Regions from separate parts of the Triticum aestivum genome. Here region 1 is linked to region 2. A link is a contact called in public HiCAR-type data. All regions are on one chromosome and are shown on one strand. Each heading gives the region's core, a stretch centred on a gene start, on an enhancer-like site or on the middle of the called end of the contact. The rest is flanking DNA. Distances are from core to core; before and after follow the strand shown.

Region 1 (4,346 bases), core at 776-3,275, 430 kb before region 2:
AGTTCAGAAACATGCCCAGCCCTTTTATATTTTGTAACATTTCTTTCTTATTATAGTGAAAAGGCAATCCTTCTGCTATTTTTCTCCAAAAAGAAGGCACATTCAGTAGGGACAACAAAGTCATCACCGGTCAATCTGATATCATGAAAATGATAGAAATGAAATCAGGAGCGAGGAGCTCCTCAAGTCGAAGGAAAAAAAAGCATGAAAATGGTACTCCTAGCACTGACGTCAAACTACATCACCTAACTAAATCGAAGTCAGCTTTGCCTAATCCGTGAGTTGGTCTTATCCTTATAAACAAACAAGGATAGCAAGACAGAGACAAAAAGACCTTACGCCGCACGCGTAGGCGTAGGACAGCAGAAGGAGCCAACATTTTTCAGTTGTCCAAGCAAGAGCAATACAGATAGTGACAAGGAGTTGATTACCACTTTGACAGTATGCAAGCAACATTTGTAGAGGAGTGAGTGTTACAGAATCATTAAGCTTGTGAAGGTAATAGTGCAAGCAAGACTGTGGGGAGCACAAGCATACTGATTACTGACCTTCCTGAGAGGGACGAGCGCGATGATCCCCACGAAGCTGACGGCGAGGAGGAAGCCGGTCATCCACGCAATGCCGGGCTCCTTGTAGCTCCCCGGCACGTTGCCCTCCGTCTCCTCCCCGGCCATCTCGTAGGTGTTCTTGTCGAGCGCGAGCAGGTAGGACCCGAACCCACCTGTGGGAAGGGAAGGGAAGGGAAAAATCCAAGGACGCGTCTCAATCCAAGGTCTCCACTTGACAAATTGGCAGATGCGATGTGTGGCCGGCACTGACCTCCGACGGCGATGCCGTAGCAGGCGACGGCGCAGGTCTGCACGACGGTGTTCTCCTGGCGCGTGAAGGGGCGGGCGGCGACGCCGAGGCGGGCCAGCGCCTTGGTCCAGGCGCGGAGGAGGACGAAGGCGATGAGCGCGGCGGAGACGTTGAGCGTGGGGACGAGGCCCGTGGTGAGGTTGAGCTTCATCACGATGACGCTGTACATGGCGCCGACCGCCAGGCTCGCCACCATCCCGCGCGCCGTCAGCTGCTCCCGCCACGGCGGCACGCGGCCCCGCGCGTGCCCGGCCCCCAGCTCTGGTTCGTCGCCGTGGCCGTCGAGCTCGCGGATCTCCTCGAAACGGACTCTGCGGCCGTCCCGCGAGTGCGGCGCCATCGCGAGCTCGACGCCCGGCGACGGCGGCGGCGGCCTCCTCCGCCTGTCCTGCTGCATAGACATAGTGGGGGCAGATTCTCGCGGCGTCAGATTCGAGTCCGGGGGGAGACGGAGGAGTCATCGGACCGCCGGACAGAGCACGATGTTCGTTAATCATTAGTGAGCTCTACACTTGTACTACTACTAGCTCCGAGTGAGCTCTTGAGAGAGCTGTGAGTGATTCCAAGGCAGAATCCATGGAGCAAGGAGGACATTCTTGATTCTTCGGTTAGAATGGATAATTGCGCGTACAGAGAGCATGGATTAAAAATCTCACCTGCCGGGCCCTCTAGCTTCGACCAAAAAGCTTGGGAGCGCCCCCGTCAGAAAATGATGGAAGGCCTCTTGTCCTCTTGGCCTTCCATCATCTAGTGCTGCTCCTCACCGCAGCACTCGGTGCTCCCCGTGAGGCCGAGAGCTTGTGTGCAAACAACGGTGCAGGAGCTGTGTAGCAGATGCATACAAGCAAACTGACGGGAGTTCCTACTCGGCACGCATCGTCGATAAAATATCTCATTATCAACGCTCGGGAACGAGCCCCGTCCAATCAGAACTCCAGACCAAGGGGCTGAAATTGGAAAGACTTTTAGTTAAAAAAAATAGCGGGGTCAACGAAGATCCGGGCGAGATCGATCTACGGTTGCTTGAAAAATCGTTAACTGACGCGATTGCGTAGCTGAAAGAAGGGTCGGCTTCGGTGACCCCGCATAAATCAGCTGGTTAACTTAACTTTCGGCGTGTGGTCGCCACGGCTGACGGCTCCCCGGCACGCACCGCTCGGAGGAGGAGGCCGCGAGTCCACGTCGACTCGAAAAGCAAGAAATGAAGCGGGGAGAGGAACAGACGGAGTAATACGCAGCAAATCACGCGGATTCTCGTCGGAAAGGACTAATCAGTGATCACTGATCTTTTTTTTTTGCGAACTAGTGATCACTGACCTGATCAAGATACATAACAAATACTCCCGAATCTCATCGGGGGGAGTAGGAGGATGAGATTCGGGAGAGGAGGCAACTCTCCTTGCGTGGCTTGCTTCCAAAGCAGTCCGGGAAGCGCCTCTTTCATTAAATCAAATGTGTTTTATTGTTTGTTTGTTTTTGGCGAGGACTAAAAACTTGTATAAAAATATGTCTGACGGTTCATATTATTCCATATTTTTTTAGGGAAATGCCCAAAATAAACCTTGAACTTGTAGGCGAAATCTAAATCAAACTCTGAACTCTCAGTACCTAAAATCAGCACACCAAACTCTCTTATCCCGGCCTATTTTAAACCTCGAGAGGATTTAGCTGGTATTCCTTTTTCTTTGTTTTTTTTCTTTTTATTTTCCTTTGGTTTTTCATTGGTTTTCTTCTGCTTTTTTCCATTCATTGTACTTTGTTTTTCCAATGGTTTTATCTGGTTTTCCTTTCTTCGTTATACTTTTTGTTTTTTCTTCATATTGTTTGTTTTTTTGCTTTTATTTTGTTTCTTTATCGGTAACCGGTTTTCTTTTTTACACATGTCTAATTATTCTCAGTGCCCAATGCACAATTTTAGCACACATGTGTAATATTTTCTAATACACTTTCGACATTTTTCAAATACATTAGATAATTTTTTTTAAATACAAGTTTACAATACTTTTCTGAATACACGGTAATACTTTTTCAAATAGATGTTTTACATTTTCTTAAGGACAATAAACATCTATACCAATATAAAAAGACCTAAAGGGGCAGATCCAACAAATCCCGGCCGTCAAATCAGGTCAATCTAACGACTCAGGTTGTTCCAATGGTGAGCGCTCAACATGTTTAGTGTGCAGTTAATAGCATACCAAATATTAATGCCAATGCTAATCACATACTTAATGCATAAATAATATCCTACCTAATACTTACGTGTAATTAATATATTACCTAATATCAACGTGCATTGCACGTACACATTTACTAGTTTTATAAACTACACGGACATTTTTTTACATTGTTACACATTTTTTAAATTGTATACACTTTTTCAAACACATGTCACATATAGTATTTTAAGGGTATGGCATTATTTTTTACATCATGCAAACCTTTTTCTTTACATTGTATACGCTTTTTTAAAGGTCACAAGCACATTTTTTGAAACTCATGAACATTCTTGAAATGCTACCATTTTTTTATGGATGAAACATTTTTTTTGAATCACAAGAATATTATTTTCCATTGTACAAACATTTTTTTAAATGCCACATACGTTTATCTAAACTCGTGATGTTTTTTAGATGCCATTAACATTTTCTTTACACATTTTTTCAGGTTTCAAAATTTGTTTCCATTTTTAAAATTTTCCATAAGTGTTCGCACTTTAAAATTTTCTTCAGGTTTCAAAAATGTTTATATTTCAAAAAGTGTTCGCTTTTCAAAACTGATTGCTTTTTCAAAAAAATAGTTGTTTTCTTAAAGTATTCGGAATTTTCAAAAGTGCCCACACTTTATAAAATGTTTGGCCATTTCCAAAATTGTTTATGTTTTCAATATTTGTTTGCCCCTAAAAATGTTTTCAAAGTTCGACGTTTCGGTGTGTCTTTAACTATTTCGGGCCTCTGATTATATCACTCATAGTCATGTGTTCTAGTGGCTATCAAGATAAGCTCAACTTTGCCAGGTCCCAAGTTCGACTCCGGTTTTTACGTCGCGTGGTAAGAAAAAAGCTTCATGCTTGGTGGGCTGGCCCAATCGAGTCCACGTGCAACAATCCCGGGATTTAACATGCCATGTCAACAATCCCTGTTTGGGAACTCTCTCAAGGTTCAAAATAGATTGGGATCAGAGAGTCCGATGTGTTGATTTCTGGGATTTGAAGTTTGGGATTCGATTTAGCTTTCGTCTACAAGTTCAAGGTTTATTTCAGACTTCTTCCAAAAAAATTAACGTCCACACAAATATCTTAATGTTTGTCTGGTTCACAAAATTCTAAAACATAAAGGGATAATTAGATTTATGCCCTTAGTTGTGTCCCACTCGGTTGTTTTACCCCTAATTTCCAAAAGTCATCGGTTTTGTCCAAGTCACTTCTCTCCTCTTATGCTTCTGCCCTTCGACCGTTTGACCGTCAGTTTGAAAAATTCATAACTAAT
Region 2 (4,599 bases), core at 1,574-4,073:
CCCGAGCGCCGGCGCCAGCAGGTACGCGATCACCACGAAGTACCACTTCACCTCCCGGAACATGAGCGGGATGGCCACCACCGCCATGGCGCTGAGCAGCGCGTACCCGGCGTAGGCCACCCACGCCGGGATGTTGTCCCTGTTGAACACCTCGTTGCGCTGCAGGTCGTCGATGGCCACCGAGTCCTCATCCGCCACTACAATGCCGATGCAATGTCAGCATGCATGGTTCATTTCATCCGTAACAACAGATCAAAGAAACGCGAACAAATCTTGTACTGCCATAACTCACCTCTGTTGAGACGGCCGCGCTGCGATTTCTCATGTATGCTCTTGAGGGTGACGAGGATGACTTTGAGGAAGTTGTAGAAGCCGTCGCCAATGAGCAGCGCAATGCAGAGAAAGGCCTGGACATAAACGGAGGTGACAGTCTAAGCCATTGTGCCTGAACTAGTCCTTGACAAGAACAGCCAAATTCAGTAACACGCACACACTGACACACACCTTGTAGCCGTACAGGCCTGACATGCTGCTCGAGGACGCCTTGGCCGAGTACCACTTCCCCTCCTGCTTGCTCATGAGCGGCCACATTACGCCCCAAGAGAGGACGGCGCCGAAGAGGAGGGAGAGGTTGACGAGGTGCGAGCAGATCATCCCGGCGCCAACATACGTCAGGCTGAAGTCGAAGAAGAATCTGGCCACGGAATCATCGAGGATTTAAAACGGTGAACGCTCTCATGCATTTTCATTTTTTCAACCATTGAAACTTGAAAATTGTTCATTCAGCGAGAAAAAAAGAAGTCATATAGAGGCGTTACGTTTGCTTCCAGGCTTTGAGCCCGAAGGTGGGGAACTGGAGGAAGCCACAGACGTCGCCGCCGGTGTAGAACCACTGGAAGAAGCTCCAGAAGAAGCTGATCCCAAAGTACTTGAGGAACCCACGGACCTGCTGCCTGTCGCGGTAAAGGTTGAAAGAAATTCTGTCTGAATCAGTCCGGGCCATCCGTTTCTAAAGCGTTTTTCACACAGTTGAAACACGATTTGATTCATCGTAGCCGGGAATAAAAAGATGTGCTTTTCACGCAAAAGAAAGGGTCTGACCTTGCATTCTTATCTCCTTGAGGTGTGTGGAACCCGTTTATGAGCACGGCAGTGGCAGTCCCACTTGGGTAGGTCAGCTTGTAGTCGATCACCAGTACCTGAAAGTGTTTGGTTATTAGCGATTTCGACTACAAAATCGATTGCAAATATCTTTCTCATCAAGAAGAAAATAAAACGCAGACTAGGCTCCGTCAGCATTGTGGAAAATGATATGACTTGTTAGGGGTTGGTCGTCGATGTTGAAATTCCGGTTAACAAGTGAGAACGGGAGAAAATAATTTTTTGGGTAGGAGGTGGGGGGACTAATCGCCGTCAGTGACCGCAACCCTGATGCTACGGTCTTGCGAGCAATGCCAAAGTTTCAGTTCTTCTGACAGTAACAGCAACGACCCGGGAAAAATCAGGAAGTGCGGCTCGCCATGGACACGGAGAGAGCAGAGAAGGAGAGCACAGGAGCATGGAAATGGAATCGTTTGTACTGAACTGTACCTTTCTGAGAGGGAGCAGGGTGAGGAGGCCGACGAAGCTGATGGCGAGGAGGAAGCCCATCATCCAGCCGATGCCGGGGTCCTTGTAGCTCCCCGGCACGTTGCCCGGCGTGTTCACCCCGGACAGCTCGTACGTCTTCTTGTCCAGCCCCAGCAAGAAGGACCCGAACCCGCCTGCATGCATGCCCAGGATCCAGCGCAGAGCACGAATCAGTAGTTAGCAAGCTAGTAATCAAGATTTGATCTAGAAATGGATTCGGCAATGGCCGGGGTGCTGAATTGGGGGTGATTGATTGATGAGGCCGGGCGCCGGCGCGAGGGAGAGGGATGGAGCGGGGGAGCTTGATTACCGCCGAAGCCGATGGTGTAGCAGGCGACGGCGCAGGTCTGGACGACGGTGTTCTCCTGGCGGGTGAAGGGGCGGCAGGCAATGCCGAGGCGGCGGAGCGCGTGCGTCCAGCCGCGGAGCGCGAGGAAGGCGAGCAGCGCGGCGGAGACGTTGAGCGTGGGGACGAGCCCCGTGGTGAGGCTGAGCTTCATGACGATCACGGTGTAGACCACGCCGATGAGCAGCGCCGCCACCATCCCGCGGGCCGTCACCTGCTCGCGCCACGGCGGCACGCGCTCCGCCGCGCGCGCCGCCGCCGCCGCCGGCTCCGACTCCATGTCCGCCTCGCGCGGCGTCTTCTCGATCTCGCCGGACGCGCCCAGGTCGTGGCGGTCCATGCCGGCGCCCGCGAAGGCCCCCCGGGCGAGCAGCTCGAGCTCCTCGACGGCGGCGGCGGCGGCGCTGCGGGGATGAGAACGCCGTGAGCCCATGGATGCGTGCGCGCAAAAACAAATATACTACCAGGCACAAGACGTCCATGTGCGTGCGCCGGCCAGCGGTGGTAACGTGAAGGGTTGTTGACTAACCAGCGATGAACTGCTGGTATTAAACAAACAATTGCCTTTTTTGCGCAAAAGATTATTTAATTAATTAATTAGTACTAATAGAAAACAGAAAGAAACGCTAGGCGCATCCGCTCTGCTCCAGACATGGCAAGAAACGAGTGAGAGGATCAACGCATCAGGAATGGAGACGTAGCGTCCGAACCGGGCGGGAAGATGATGAAGGCCGCGCGACTCACCTGGTTTTCTTGCAATCCGGTCGCCAAAACCCACCACCCGCCACCCGCCCGCTCGCTCGACTCGGCTCGGCTCGCGGAACGAACGGCGCGCGGACACACGCACACTCCCACGGACGCACGCGGGGCGGGCCGCGGGATTTATACGAGCGGAGACGGGTGGGGATGTACTACTGCGGCTGCCGCATGCGCGCGGAAGTACAAAACGGGGAGAAGTTTGGGGGCTGCAGTACAACGGGAGCGGACGGCGTTGAAAACGGACCGGTCGGTCAGTGATGTGCGATCTTTTCTGGGGCGACGACCTCGCCGGACGCCAGCGCTTGTTCCTTCCTTGAGATCCACTTGACCTCTCTTCTCTGGTTGGGTGCGGGATGGCGACCGATCGTCGCCCGGAGCGCGCGCGGTGGCTGCGAGCAGTAGTATATCTTTGTTTTTTGATCAACTTGCGCCAGTTCCACGTGGTTGGCTCGTTGGACTGGATTGGATTCACTGGATCGGCTGTGCTAAACTAAACAGCAGCAGCAGCAGTAGTCCTACTACGAAACTTTTGTCTGAACATTTAAAAAAAATAACTTTTCTCTGAAGCTTCGGCGAAACTGCCGTATGCGATATGCCTTGGTCCGTTAGTCGTGCGTAATATTGTTGTGTCTGCACTGTCTAGCGTGATTGGGATCACACTCACTACGCCTAGTCGGCTACGTGCTACCTGAACGCAAGAGTTTGAATGTGAAGGTCTCCTCTCCTGTAGCATGATCCCAATTATGAGCATTGCTATACACACGACGTATGAACGCACGACCCACAGACGATAAGTAGGATCAGCTGGGGTTTTTAGTCCGTGTGGCTCATGCTCCTGTCGGGCACAAATCGTCCAGCAGTCAATCGTGTGTGTGCAGAGCACTTTTGCCCAATTATTGATTTATTTCGTGTGGTATGGTACGTACTATAACAGTAGGCGGTAGCATCGTCCTAGGTTGCTGTTGAATAATTTTGCGGGCTACGTTTACACATGCATGGCATTGATTCTCTTTATCGGCGGTAGTTGTTGTTTTGTTGCGCTGGTCCTATTGGGTGTTAGCCCGACATCTTCCTGATTCTACTTACAACAAGTTTTACCCGGCTCCGGTGAGGAAGAAGCAATGACGGCCATAATTGAAGATGAATAGATCGAAAGTTTTCTCGCAAAAGAAAAAAACCCAACTCAATTAATTGGCACGCAATTTAAAGCAAAAAAATGATATACATGCATCACTCTACTATGCTGATGTCGGACCATTCAATGAGCTTAGCTTAGGCTGGTCACAGTGGGGAGGAACTTAGGAGTAACATCACACACTTCAATACAATTTTGCTTATGTGGCACGTATTTAATGAAGAGAGAGGTGCTTGTGGTAACTAGCTAAGTTACCGGAACATCACACACTCCAAGAAACAATGAGTCTATAACCTAATAAATACATCGTTGCATGACACTACATAGATGTTCCTACCCACTATGAAGGTAGTAACATAGTCTAGAGAAGTGTGAAGTTACTAGCTTATGTTCTTGCCCATTGTGACCAGCCTTAGCTTTTGGCTGGATGTAACTTCCGAACGTCAGACTTTCTGTCCAGGTGCTGCCGCAAAGTCATACACAGAGCTACTTAGCTAGTTGGGAAATCCTACCCCGCCAAAAAAAAAAGTGGGAAATCCCCTGCGTACATTTTCAGTAAAAACACGCGTGCACACACGACAGAAATTACAAGCTGCCTGAGAAAAAAAGGCAGGGGCGAGCAGGCGTCACTTCTTCCTTGTTGGCAAATAATATAGGAGCAGGGCAGAAGATTTGTTAAACCAGAGAACCAAGCATGATGAAGCAGAGCATCACATGACACAGGAAGATT

Evidence for each region. HiCAR-type assays count read pairs that join an accessible place to other places.
Region 1: a contact with region 2 is called in a HiCAR-type map of leaf, with 6 times the contacts expected there. The contact joins the promoter of LOC123189963 here to the promoter of LOC123189961 in region 2. A contact is called at or near these places in 1 of 5 Hi-C or Micro-C datasets (leaf) and 1 of 1 datasets of contacts at active chromatin or transcription factors (leaf).

Annotation. Positions count from the first base shown.
Region 1 is chr2A:644,411,363-644,415,708 of IWGSC CS RefSeq v2.1, reverse strand. It overlaps LOC123189963 (probable metal-nicotianamine transporter YSL9), which reads right to left and starts at 2,025. Exons shown (of 8, transcript XM_044602501.1): 1 at 1,515-2,025; 2 at 820-1,249; 3 at 549-721. The coding sequence starts at 1,198.
Region 2 is chr2A:643,982,620-643,987,218 of IWGSC CS RefSeq v2.1, reverse strand. It overlaps LOC123189961 (probable metal-nicotianamine transporter YSL16), which reads right to left and starts at 2,823. Exons shown (of 8, transcript XM_044602499.1): 1 at 2,720-2,823; 2 at 1,940-2,379; 3 at 1,591-1,763; 4 at 1,102-1,199; 5 at 819-953; 6 at 505-694; 7 at 293-407; 8 at 1-197. The coding sequence starts at 2,315.